Linked DNA regions of Mus musculus: region 1 is linked to region 2. The links are chromatin contacts, called in public HiChIP or PLAC-seq maps. All regions are on one chromosome and are shown on one strand. The core of a region is the stretch at or near the end of the contact, and the rest is flanking DNA. Distances in the headings are between cores, read along the strand shown. Region 1 has its middle 13 kb from the start of Gm41874. Region 2 overlaps Ablim1 (actin-binding LIM protein 1).

The links. HiChIP or PLAC-seq counts read pairs in DNA pulled down with a chosen protein or histone mark.
Region 1: a contact with region 2 is called in an H3K27ac HiChIP or PLAC-seq map of embryonic stem cells, with 4 times the contacts expected there. The contact joins two enhancer-like sites. A contact is called at or near these places in 2 of 15 datasets of contacts at CTCF or cohesin (the NIH/3T3 cell line and pro-B cells), 2 of 484 Hi-C or Micro-C datasets (the N1E-115 cell line and nephron progenitors), 5 of 115 datasets of contacts at active chromatin or transcription factors (embryonic stem cells, large pre-B cells, memory CD8 T cells and 2 more) and 1 of 9 other capture datasets (embryonic stem cells).

The regions. Positions count from the first base shown.
Region 1 is chr19:57,415,074-57,420,595 of GRCm38.p6, reverse strand. No RefSeq gene overlaps it. Among named protein-coding and RNA genes, the nearest start is that of Gm41874, 13 kb to the right of the region's middle. Within about 2 kb of position 2,180, at least 42 of the 459 cell types and tissues checked have an H3K27ac peak or open chromatin away from gene starts, as enhancers often do. A contact at or near this core is called in embryonic stem cells, where this site is marked.
Region 2 is chr19:57,139,783-57,145,935 of GRCm38.p6, reverse strand. The region is part of intron 4 of Ablim1 (actin-binding LIM protein 1); the gene reads left to right. Among named protein-coding and RNA genes, the nearest start is that of Ablim1, 73 kb to the left of the region's middle. Within about 2 kb of position 4,010, at least 12 of the 459 cell types and tissues checked have an H3K27ac peak or open chromatin away from gene starts, as enhancers often do. A contact at or near this core is called in embryonic stem cells, where this site is marked.

The DNA.
Region 1 (5,522 bases), core at 931-3,430, 280 kb before region 2:
TCCACCTCACCATACTGATCCTCTGCCCAATGTTTCCCTGGCTTCCTCTTCTTTTTTTATAAAACACACACCAATAATCAGAGCTGCGGGGAAAAAGTCTCCAAGTCTTTTCAGCCTGCCTATCTCTATATCCAGTTGAAGCAAATGTATAAAATGTCTGTTTTCTGCTCCCAGGGAAGGCTCTCCTTCTAAATAGCCATGATAACCTTCCTCTGGGATGAAAACCCAATTACCGAGGCGGGAGACTTATTTCAGTACAACAGACACATGCATTCATTAGAGCTTCCCATTTATTCTCTTCCTGATTTTTCTTCTCTACCTACTAGACAGCCGGTTGACTGTCCAGAATGTTGTTACAATCGTGGGATGTATTTTATGACTTAAAAGTAATTTCAAACCCACCCCTTCACGCTTTAAGGGACATTTGCTGTGTGTTGATCTAAGATGTGGTCAAGGGGAAAACTCTTTCCTTGGCATCCGCTCTCTCCAGCTGTGCTCGCCTCCTCTCAAGCTTTGCTTTCAGGAGGATGCAAAGGCCTTTGGTACGTCTCTGCTCCCCACCCCCATGCCTGTTGTGAGCACAGTTAGATCTGGAGTCTGAACTGCCCAGACATTTCTATCTTTCCACGCCCTTGTCTGCATTTCATGTTTCTCACAAATATAGATTTAATGAATATACCATTTAAAAAAAACAGAAAAGGAATCCACTCTGCAAAACCCACTTGAGGTTTTGGCTTTTCCTCGCCCAGAATGAAACAGATTACAATTTACTTGAATCAGACCACTTTTATTAGGAAACACGCTATTTCCTTTAAATGAATGACTTTGATTTTTTTCTCTATATTGCTATTGCAACATCTTAAGGACAATATGGATTTGCGTGTGTTTGGTTATTGAGACAGGGCTGCTTATTTTCTAGGCATTATGTCATTGAGGCTGGCCTCAAATTCCAGGTGACCCTCCTGCCTCAGCCTCCCCTGGTGCTGGGATTGTAGACCTGTCACATACCTAAAATGAGTGGCTACTGATTTAATGAAAAATAAACAAACAAGTGCACTTGGTCCGTTGTGAGTCCTTAGGTAAGAACAAGGATTTGGGGCCTCAGTTTCCCCAGCTGTAGAAATTGCACATTTGTCCACAGCTGGCAGGATTAAAATGAGAACACAATAGGTCAAAGGTTGAAAGAATACAATAAACTCCTGTGGATTATTCCAGGCTGAGGCATGACTGTTAATGTTACAAGCTCCGTCTATTGACAACCCTCCCAAACGTCTGATTAATCCCTTGCACATCTTAGTGTATGAAAAGTTCCCCTCTTTTCATAGTGCTGCCATGGGACCACCACCAGCGTGAATTCTGGATCCAGCAGGATATGTGGGCACCAGGAGAAGTCCTTGAAGCAGAAACCCCCAAACTTCAATGATTATTATTTTACCAAGTCATTCTTTCCAGTTTTGGGAGATGGCTGTGTGCTTTCTTCTACTTTATTAAATCAAAAAAAAAACAAAAAACAAAACAAAAAAACAAACAAAAAAAACCAACCCGTCATGAAGACAAACCATCAACAGTACATGGTCAGCATGCGGGAGCTGAGGACAGCTCAGTGTTTGATCATGAAAACAACACTAAGACAAAAACAGACACCTCCCACCCCCAACACGCGTGAGATTAACCATTGTGACTGTTCACAATAGTCAATCAGCTGTTTGCATGAATCAGGAAGCAGAGAACAGCAGGCTCCAGGACACTGGTCACGTTGGCAGTTCTAGTCAGCTAAAATCAACGCAATTAAGATACTGACGCTTTTTTTTTTTTTTTTTTTTTAAATTAACAAAGGAACAAGGCACTTCAACGCTCCAGATTAAAGAGATCTACAGCGGAACACGTTCACGGGTCCTTTCTGCTCCCAGCACCCAGTCTGTTTTTGCACATGTCACAGGTCATTCATTGTGTGACCATAATGGCTCAGGGACACGGAGGAAGGGTAGAGACATCGTCAATCCCAGAAATCTCAAAGACAGGACAGCAGGAGTTGGTCATCTCCCTGTCTCTCAACCTGGCTCTTTGAGGCCGGCTGCCCCACGATCAACCCTAGCAGGAATTGATTACACTGAGAGTTATCCAGCTTCTCTCCTTGTTTGACCTTATAAGGTAGACCCCACCCCCAGCTCCTGAATATGCAGATGAAGTGTCTCCCAACACCCCCTGCCCTGGCCAATGGTACATAGCCACAAAAACCTTGCTTTAGAGACCCTGCCCATTCCCAGGAGCCTACCCTACCGGCCAATAAACGGAACTCGTTCTCAGAAGCTGTTCCTGGGATCTTTATTCATGGACACGTCCAACCAAGACCCTGAACTTCACCCACCTGCTCTGGCCGGCTCTAGCCGGCTCCCCTGAGCCGGAGAAGAGGACAGGGAGCCGCGATTCATTATCCTTAGTCCTCTCCCACAAAAACTATCTTGCCTTTACCTGTCACATTGATGGTCTCCTCTAAAAACTAGCCATGAGCATGATAGACAGAAATAGCACAATTTTATATGGTCAGCAGCATAGTTTATGGATGTTAGCATTCCTTCTAGGCTCCGCCCAACAGTTACCTGGCAACAGCCAGGTATGCCTGGCTAGCTATAAAAGGGGCTGTTTGCCCCCTCCTCCCTCTCTTACTCTCTTATTCCTTTCTCCCTCCCCTCCTCCTCCCACTTCCCCCTCTCTCTTCATGTGTTCCTGGCTGCCCCTCCCGTGTGTGTGTGTGTGTGTGTGTGTGTGTGTGTGTGTGTGTGTGCTCGCGCGCGCGCGCGCGCGTGGGGGTTGGGGGGAGTGAGTATACTCCCTTTCCAACTCCCCTTCCAATGCCCTAAATAAACTCTATTCCATACTATGTCGTATGGCTGATACCTCAGGGGGAAGGGATGCCTCAGCACAGGCCCACTGAGGCACCACACCTAACGCAGGATACCTGGCTCTACCAAACACATTCTTGACTCTTTTTCTTTTTTTATAAAACACAACAATGAAAATAACCTTTCCACAGTTTTCAAAAAATTCCTACATCATTAAAATGGAACTATTCTTTTTGTACCTGCCTGAGTGTCAATATGGTGTCTGGCACACAGAAACACTCAGCATTTGTTGAATGGAGACCTTGGTTGGGTTCTCTATTATCATTGAAAGACTTGTCCAAGAAGGACCCACAAGGTGACCTCAACTTTCCAGAGAGTACAGTTAACTGATGTAGTGCAATAATGCTAAACCAACTTTTTGTTTTGTTTTGAAGAATGAGTTCCTCCTTCATAAAACCTGAGGGCTGGGAGATAACGCAGTAAGTAAAGTGTTTGCTGTGTAGGATCAGAGTTCAAATCCCAACACCCATGTCAAGAGCCACACACGGCAGTGCATGCCTGTGGTCCCAGCACTGGGGCACACAGGAAGATTGCTGGCCAGCCAGTCTGAACATCTGGTGAGGCTGCGGCTCCATGAGAGAATGTCTCAAAACACCAAGCTGGAGAGCAATAGAGAAAGATGCCTTCACAGGCACATGCATGGCACGGGTACCATCACCTACACATATAAGCACACACACACATGCACACTCATACATGCACACACATGCATGGCACAGATACCAACACCTACACCTACCCCCACACACATGCACACACATGCACATGCATGCACACACATGCACATGCATGAACACACACATGCACACACACACATACACATGCATGCACATGCATGCACACACACATATGCACATGTACACCATACATACACACAAGTAAAAGTGTAAAAAAATTTTAAAATGAGAAATGGTCATTTTAGGTGTGCATGGTAGAGAAGAGAACAAGAATCCATGGACCCACAACACATATTTATCTTTTTAACAGTTTAGAATCTCTTCTCCCTCTCTCTTTCCCCACTGTCTCTTAAGATTGTACAGTGCAGTTTTATATTCAGCTTTCCCATACAATATACTTTGGAAACCTTTCTTCCTCATTGTATGATCCTTGAAAACAGAGTTGTGTTTACGCACATGTATGTGTGAGTGTGAAAGTGTGTCAGCCTCAGATGGCAGTCCTCATTTTCTGAGATAGGGACTCTCCTGGGCTTGGAGCACACTGGTCAGAATCAAACTTGGCTGACTGACCAGCAAGTCCCAGGGTTGGACCTGTCTCCATTTTCCTAGCTCTGGGATGACAAATGTGTAACACACACACACACACACACACACACACACACTTTTTTTAAAAACATGGATTCTGGGGGTTAAGCTCAGGTCTTTGTGCATATGAGGCAAGCACTTTACAGACTGGGCTATAAATATTTCACTAACTGAATTATCTTCCCAGGCTCAGAAAATATATTTTAATCTTTAAATATTAGTACATTTATTTATGTTTGCATGCAAGTATGTGTGTGCACATGTGTACAAATGTATGACAACATGCATGTACAGCTCAGAGAACAATTGCAGGAGTCAGTTCTCTCCTTCTACCATGTGGGTCAGGTTGTCAGGTTTAGACTGAGACATCCTGATAATCCCAAAACAGAATTTTTAATGAACGTAGGTCACCTAGTAGAATGCTTATGTGCGTGTATGTGTTGACCCTTCATTGTACATAGACAAGTAGACATTTATGTGCCTAAAGCTATCCCTTATCATAAAAAGGATACATACACTGTTTTGCTTACTACAGTAAGGAGAGTGATGTAGATCTCACTCTGCAGGACAGTGAGGGTGTTAAATACGCGCTGGGCATGCATGGAGTCCAGGATTGGCAGAATTTCAGGAGCATATATAGATTGATGCCAACTCTAGACTTCTATTACCTCAGAGGAACTGTTATTAATTGGTATTTAGACACATAGCTTTCAGACTGACTTCATTTCTGATTGGTTAGTTTTCATGCAGACTGTTGATGATTGGTTGGTTTTCATGCAGACTGTTGATGACTGGTTAGTTTTCATGCAGACTGTTGATGATTGGTTGGTTTTCACACAGACTGTTGATGATTGGTTAGTTTTCATGCAGACTGTTGATGATTGGTTGGTTGGCTATCATGTTGCTGCTTGGTTGACTTGCCAAACTTTGTTCTTTCAGACAGCTTGCAATAACTGATAGGGAGAGTTAAAAGCCCATCTAGAGCAGTACTTGTTCCCGTGGTTACAGAACAACCAACCTTTTCCTAGAAATACTGAAATCTTTACTTTCAATGTAACAATTTATTTAACTATTCTCTCCTTTTCAGAAAGTCGGATTATTTACAAGATCTTCCAGTTTTACTTGTGCAGCTCTAATGAGCACTCCAACAAAACTTCACGTATGTCTTTATTCCTCTGAGGGAAGAGTTGAGACGTGCGGGGGCGATTCAACAGATGGTTTAAAAGAATCAAAAAACGCAATGCAGGTTTGTTATAGAACATTTGGGAAATATATATAAATAAAATGGAGAAAATGAAAACCATTTATAATCCACTCTCCCTCCATAGCTCACAGTCTCTGTTCAATGTTTGTGCTT
Region 2 (6,153 bases), core at 2,761-5,260:
ATTCATACACACACTTGCACACACCACACATACCACACACATACATATGCATGTGCACACACTCATACACATGCACAGACACAGGCACACATAAGCACACACACACACATGCACACGCACATGCATGTGCACACTCCAGCATCCAATAATGTGAGTATCTTCCTTGTGCCTGGGTTTGAAACCTGGTCCTGCCTCCTCCTTGCCACATAGCATCATGTATACCGTTTGATGTCTCAGACTCCAGTCCTTCATCAGCAAATTGGAAAACAGCGCCTCCAAGGGTCTGGAAGATTCAGTGACACACTGCCTGGGAAGACAGTGTGCATCAGAAAGCAGAGCAGGGCACCTGAACAGAGAAAAGCCTTTGTAGGTCAGTGTCCTACAAAGGAAACTTGGGATGGGTCCCAGTCCAGGGAGGTCTTGAGAGGCACCCTTGTGTTTCTAAGGGTTACTTTCACCCAAGACATTGACTGGATGAAAACACTGTTCTAGAAAGGTCAAGGTGGTAATGGTGATGTTGAAATTCAAAGTCAACTATACTAAGTTAGAAACCAGGGCCAGGGACACAGTGGCTATTGTGGTTACAGGTCATGCCTATGACAAAAGGTGATTGGAATGAATAATGGGCGTGGTGAAGAGAGATATGGGAAGACATCATTTAGCCAATCAACCATTTCACTGAGCACCTACTAAGCTCTAGGTCCTGGCCTAGGTTCCACTTAAAGTCTTTACTACATATCAACATAGCACATTGCTGGGATGTAAAACCATGGGAGTTTAAGGACACAGTGGGTTGTGTTTTAACTCTTGCCATGTATACCTGCTTCTCCCAAGGTAACATTGAGAAAAAACCCTTGTCATGCCTGCTTAGGCAAGGTCTACTGCAGTAAATTCTCAACAGATAATCTAGAAATTGAACTTATATAGCCTTTCCTCTATAAAAACTAATTCCAGTCTTCACCTTATTTATTTCTATCTTTTAAACATATGTGGATGAATGGATGTGTTTGTGTGGTGTGTATATGCATGTATGTGTGTGTGTGTGTGTGTGTGTGTGTGTGTGTGTGTGTGTGTGTGTATGTGTGTGTGTGTGTGTATATATATGTATGTGTGTGTATTTGTGTGTGATGTATGTGCATCTGTATGTATATGGTATATGCATGTCTATGTGTGTGTATGTGTGTGTGTGTATGTGTGTGTGTGTGTACAGGAGTGTGAATGGAAGCCAGAGGATGATATCGGGAGTCGTCTTTATCACTTTCTATCTTTACCCTTGAAACCAGGTATCTTAGTTTCTTTTCTTTTTGCTGCAATAAAACATCCTAACAAAAGTAACTTAAGGGAGAAAGGCCCACAATTCCAGGTTACAGTCCATCATAGCAGGGGAATCATAGGGGCAGGAGCTTGAAGGAGCAGTCATACCATACTCATAATCAGAAACAGAACAAAGAATACTTGGTAGGGTTTTATTCCCTTTCTCCTTTTTTATATAGGCCAGGATCCCTTGCCTAGGGTTAGGGCCGCCCACAGTGGACAGGCTCCTCCCAGACATACCTAGAGATCCTATTTCTTATGATTCTAACTTTTGTCAGGTTGACAGTTAATACTGACTATATTATACAGGGTCTGTGCCTGAACTTGGAGGCATGCTGGTGGTGAACAAGCTCCAGCAATCCTCCTGTCCTTCCATTGGCTGAGAGAGGGAGAGAGAAAGGGATAATTGAGACAGACATCGAGAGATCGCTTTGTGGGGAATGGGCATGCTGGAGGGATTAGTTTAAAAGTGCTTTCAGAGCTCTGACATGGTGGTCTTTAATAACAACACTTGGGAGGTAAAGGCAGGCAGGTCTCTGAGTTCGAGGCCAGCCTGGCCTACGTAGTTCCAGGACAGCCATGGCTACACACACACACACACACACACACACACACACACACACACACACACAAACCCTGTCTTGCCCTTGTTCTGACTCCAGCCATGAATGGTAAGAGGACTGTCAGTTACCCTTCACATTCTCTTTGGAGGAGAGGGAGAGAGCTGGTTCTTGCCAAGGAAGCCTGCCTCTGAGAAGCTGGTGTGGAAATCAAGTGTGATTTCCTTCTTGGCAAAAGCCCAGGTATCTGCCCGGCCACAGCCGGTTATGGCCTTTTACCAGGTTGAAGTCTGCAATGGAATCAGGTAGACCTTCTGAGTCTGATGATGATTCCACTGGAGGAAGTTCATGCAGAATAAAACTTACCATTCTGAAGTAAACATTTTGGTGGCTTTGATACATCTGTAAGCTGCACGACTGCCTCTCGGAATATTCTCAACTCCCTAAAAGAAAACTTTGTTTCCATAAGTAGCTGTTTCTCATCTTGCTCGCTCTCTAGCCTGTCAGCCCCTGATCTGCTGCTCTCTTCGTGGATCTGCGTGGCCTGGATGACTCCTCTAACTCCGATCTCGGTCTTTGGTTTCTGGCTTCTTCATTTGATGCCGTGCTTGCCAGATTCATCCAGGCTGTAGCATTTATCTGTATTTCATTTCTTTTCACGGTTAGATAGTATTCCATGATGGAGCTCAATCATGTTCTGAACGTCCATTTGTCTGTTAATTGACTGTTTGTCATTTCTGGTTTTAGTTATTCTAAACGTGTACGTACAAATATTTGAAATTTTTTCTTTTACATCTTGGTATATGGACTATTCCAAGTCTACAAAGACCTGGCTGCCAACTTTAAAGTTTCTCCAGGAAATTACCTTCCCCTGGTATTCTTTTTTTTTTTAAAGATTTATTTATTATTATATGTAAGTACACTGTAGCTGTCTTCAGACACACCAGAAGAGGGAGTCAGATCTCGTTAGGGATGGTTGTGAGCCACCACGTGGTTGCTGGGATTTGAACTCAGGACCTTCGGAAGAGCAGTCAGGTGCTCTTACCTGCTGAGCCATCTCACCAGCCCCTTCCCCTGGTATTCTTAATAAGTCCTGCATGACCCAGGCATCGTTGAATATTCTCAGGTGATAGCAAGTAGTGGAGTTCCCTTGGAGTGGCCTTTGTCCATCTCTCGATTACTCCCTCTCTGAGTTTTTGGTCCTTCTGTTTTTTTTTTCCACCCAGAGCAGAAACCCTTGTTGGTAGCTTGAACAAAATAATTTTTGTAGCTCTTGCTTAGATTTCTTTAGTTATAAGCATCATGCTGTACAGTATTAGCCATAGGATTCCTGCTTGAGAAAATCTGTGTATGTGTGTGAGGGGAGTACATATTCATGTCTGTGAGGACATGTACGGGGGGGGGGGGGTGCATGTTCATGTGTGTGAGGACAAGCATGTGTGGGGGTGCATGTACACGTGTATGAAGACATGTGCATGCATGTTGGAGGGTGCCTGTTCATGGGTGTGAGAACGGTCGTGTGTGTGTGTGTGTGTGTGTGTGTGCATACATGTAGAGCCATAAATCAGCCTTTGGTGTTACCCCTCAGGATAATGCACCTTGGCTTTTGAGGTAGAATCTCTTACTGGGTAGGATGTAACAAGGGGACTTTTCTGACCACTGAACTTGGGGCATCTACTTCTGTGTGCCTCCCTAGTACTTGGGTCCTTAGCTACTAAGGCATCCCCCAATGGATTCCTAAACGAATGGAGAGGGAAGGACTCTGGGTCTTGTGACTACTAAGAACCACACCCAAGAGCAGTTAAAGGGGAGAGTCACCTTGAGAATCGGCGGCGTGTTCCTTGTGGCAGGCTGTGAACCCTGGCTTAAGGGATTTGACTTGGAAGCTTGACAGGCACACTTGGTACCCATTTATGAGAACTCCAACCAAAGAAAGTACAACTCTGTAAGCATCTGTCATGGGAAGAAAGATGGGCTGGCATGCCTCTGCCAGTTCCATCTTTGAGGACTTAGCTGGTGGCGGCTGCCAGGGCTGCCCTCGGCTGCCCTGAGAAAGCTGACAGAGTGCTGCTGTCATGGGTCACAGAAGTGGGTTTGCTGCGCTGTATTGTTTTCCAAAGACAACAAGAAGCTCCACTTAAAATAGCCAGTCAGAGGCTGCTCGGGCTTGTGCTGTTTACAACATGGCGATCAAGAGAGAGCAGAGGGAACAGCTGACCTCAGCAGGGGCCAATTACGGAAGATCTTGTTCAAGGTTACATACTTGGGCAGCATATAAGCTTTTCAAAATCATCCTGGGTCATTTTTAGCTTCTGGGATTAAATGATTAATAGCACTGAGACCCCTTTTTTTTATAGAGAGGGGGTACACAGAACCTACATGGACAATATGTTTCCCTTATCCAGTTATGAATCTTCTGATATCATGGTGCTTTTCTGTCTTATGGCAGCGATGTCTATAAGTTTAAAACTACTTAAGCAAGAAGACCCAAGTTCAGCTTCCAGCACCCGTACTGGGCAGCACACAACCATTTATAATTCCAGCTCCAGGGGATCTGACACCCTCTGACCTCTGTGGGCACCTGCATACACACACACACACACACACACACACACACACACACACACACACACAGAGGTGGGTGGAGAGGGAGAGGGAGAGGGAAAGGGAGAGAGAGAGAAAGAGGCTGTAGAAATAACCCTGTACAGTGCTTAGCCTAACAAATGTGTAGCTTTGCGTTTCGTGTAGTGCCCTGTCTTTATTTGTTCCATTTTGTATGTGTCTGAGACTGGGCCTTGCTCTGTGGCCCAGGCTGTCCTGGAACTCTGGGATTCCCAGGTAAATCTTCCAGCTTGTACCTCTCCAGCTGTGGATTACAGGCAGCACCACCATGCCTGACTCTTCCTTTGCTTATGTTGACCCTGTACCCATGGCATTTGCTAAGACATTCTAAAAGGAAACTGTGGACTCACCGGTTTAAATAAGCAACATGGACTGGGACCAGCCCTTAATTGTTAGCTCACAGGTGTCTAATTTAGGACCTGGCAGTATCCTGTAGCCTGGATGAAAATGAAGGTCAGCTTCCAAGAATAATCCAGCAATGCCCACTTGACAAATGATGGTAGAGACTTTTTTGGTCAAGGAAGTATTTTCAAATACCTTAAGGATGTTGAAACTCTGGACCAGCTTTCACACTCACAGAGACACACACACACACACACACACAGACACAGACACACAGACAGACACACACACAGACACACAGACAGACAGACAGACACACACACACACACACACACACACACACAAGGAAAATCTGGATCATTTTAATCTGTGGGTCTCCAAGTAAGGACCTATGTTAGTTTGTTGTACTGCTGTGATAAACACTCAGATAAAAGCCATCTGAGGCGAGAAGGTTTGCTGCACCTTCCAGACTAGACGCCATGTTCAGGGAAGCGAGAACAGGAGCCTGGAGGCTGGAACTGAAGCAGAGACCATGGCCGGGTACTGCCTAGTGGCTGGCTCTCCATGGCTTGCCCAGTCTGTTCTCTTATACACCCTAGGCCCACCCATGCAAGGATGGCACTGCCCACAGTAGGCCAGGCCCTTCCACATCCATCACTAACCAGAGAAATGTCCCACAGGCTTGCCCACAAGCCCACCCGAGGGAGGCATTTTCTCAGCAGACGCTCCCTAGCTGATGTCAAGTTAACCAAAAACCTACCTGCTCAGAACCTCTGAAGGCCCGTTTAGAAGCCTTAGTGCTTAGTGGTTACAATGATGAGAGCAGGTGACTTGACACTAGGGCTTAGGAGGCACCATAACTAATGGGAGCTGGCTATCCCATACACAGCGGGCAGTCACTTAGCACCCCCAGTGGCTGTTCTCTGGCTAAGTGTTAAAGATCGTAATCCAAAAGCACCTGACCCTAACATAATATCCTGTCTGTCTGTCTGTCTCCGTCTCCCCCCTCCCCCGACACACACTCACACACACACACACACACTCACACACACACACACACACACACACAGAGAGAGAGAGAGAGAGAGAGAGAAGGCTGGCAAGTCTGAGCTCTGTTGAACAGTTCACTCTATTAAAAACTTAAAACCTCATGTTAGCCAAGCCTTGGAACTTAAATTTTGTATTCCCCCCCGCCCCTGAAACCCCTTACCTTGAGTTCCTGCCAAGGATGATGTACTTCTATAAACAGTCTATTAATAGTATACTTGGTAGGGTCTCCTAAATCTTAATTTTCCAATAATAGCAACTTCTATCT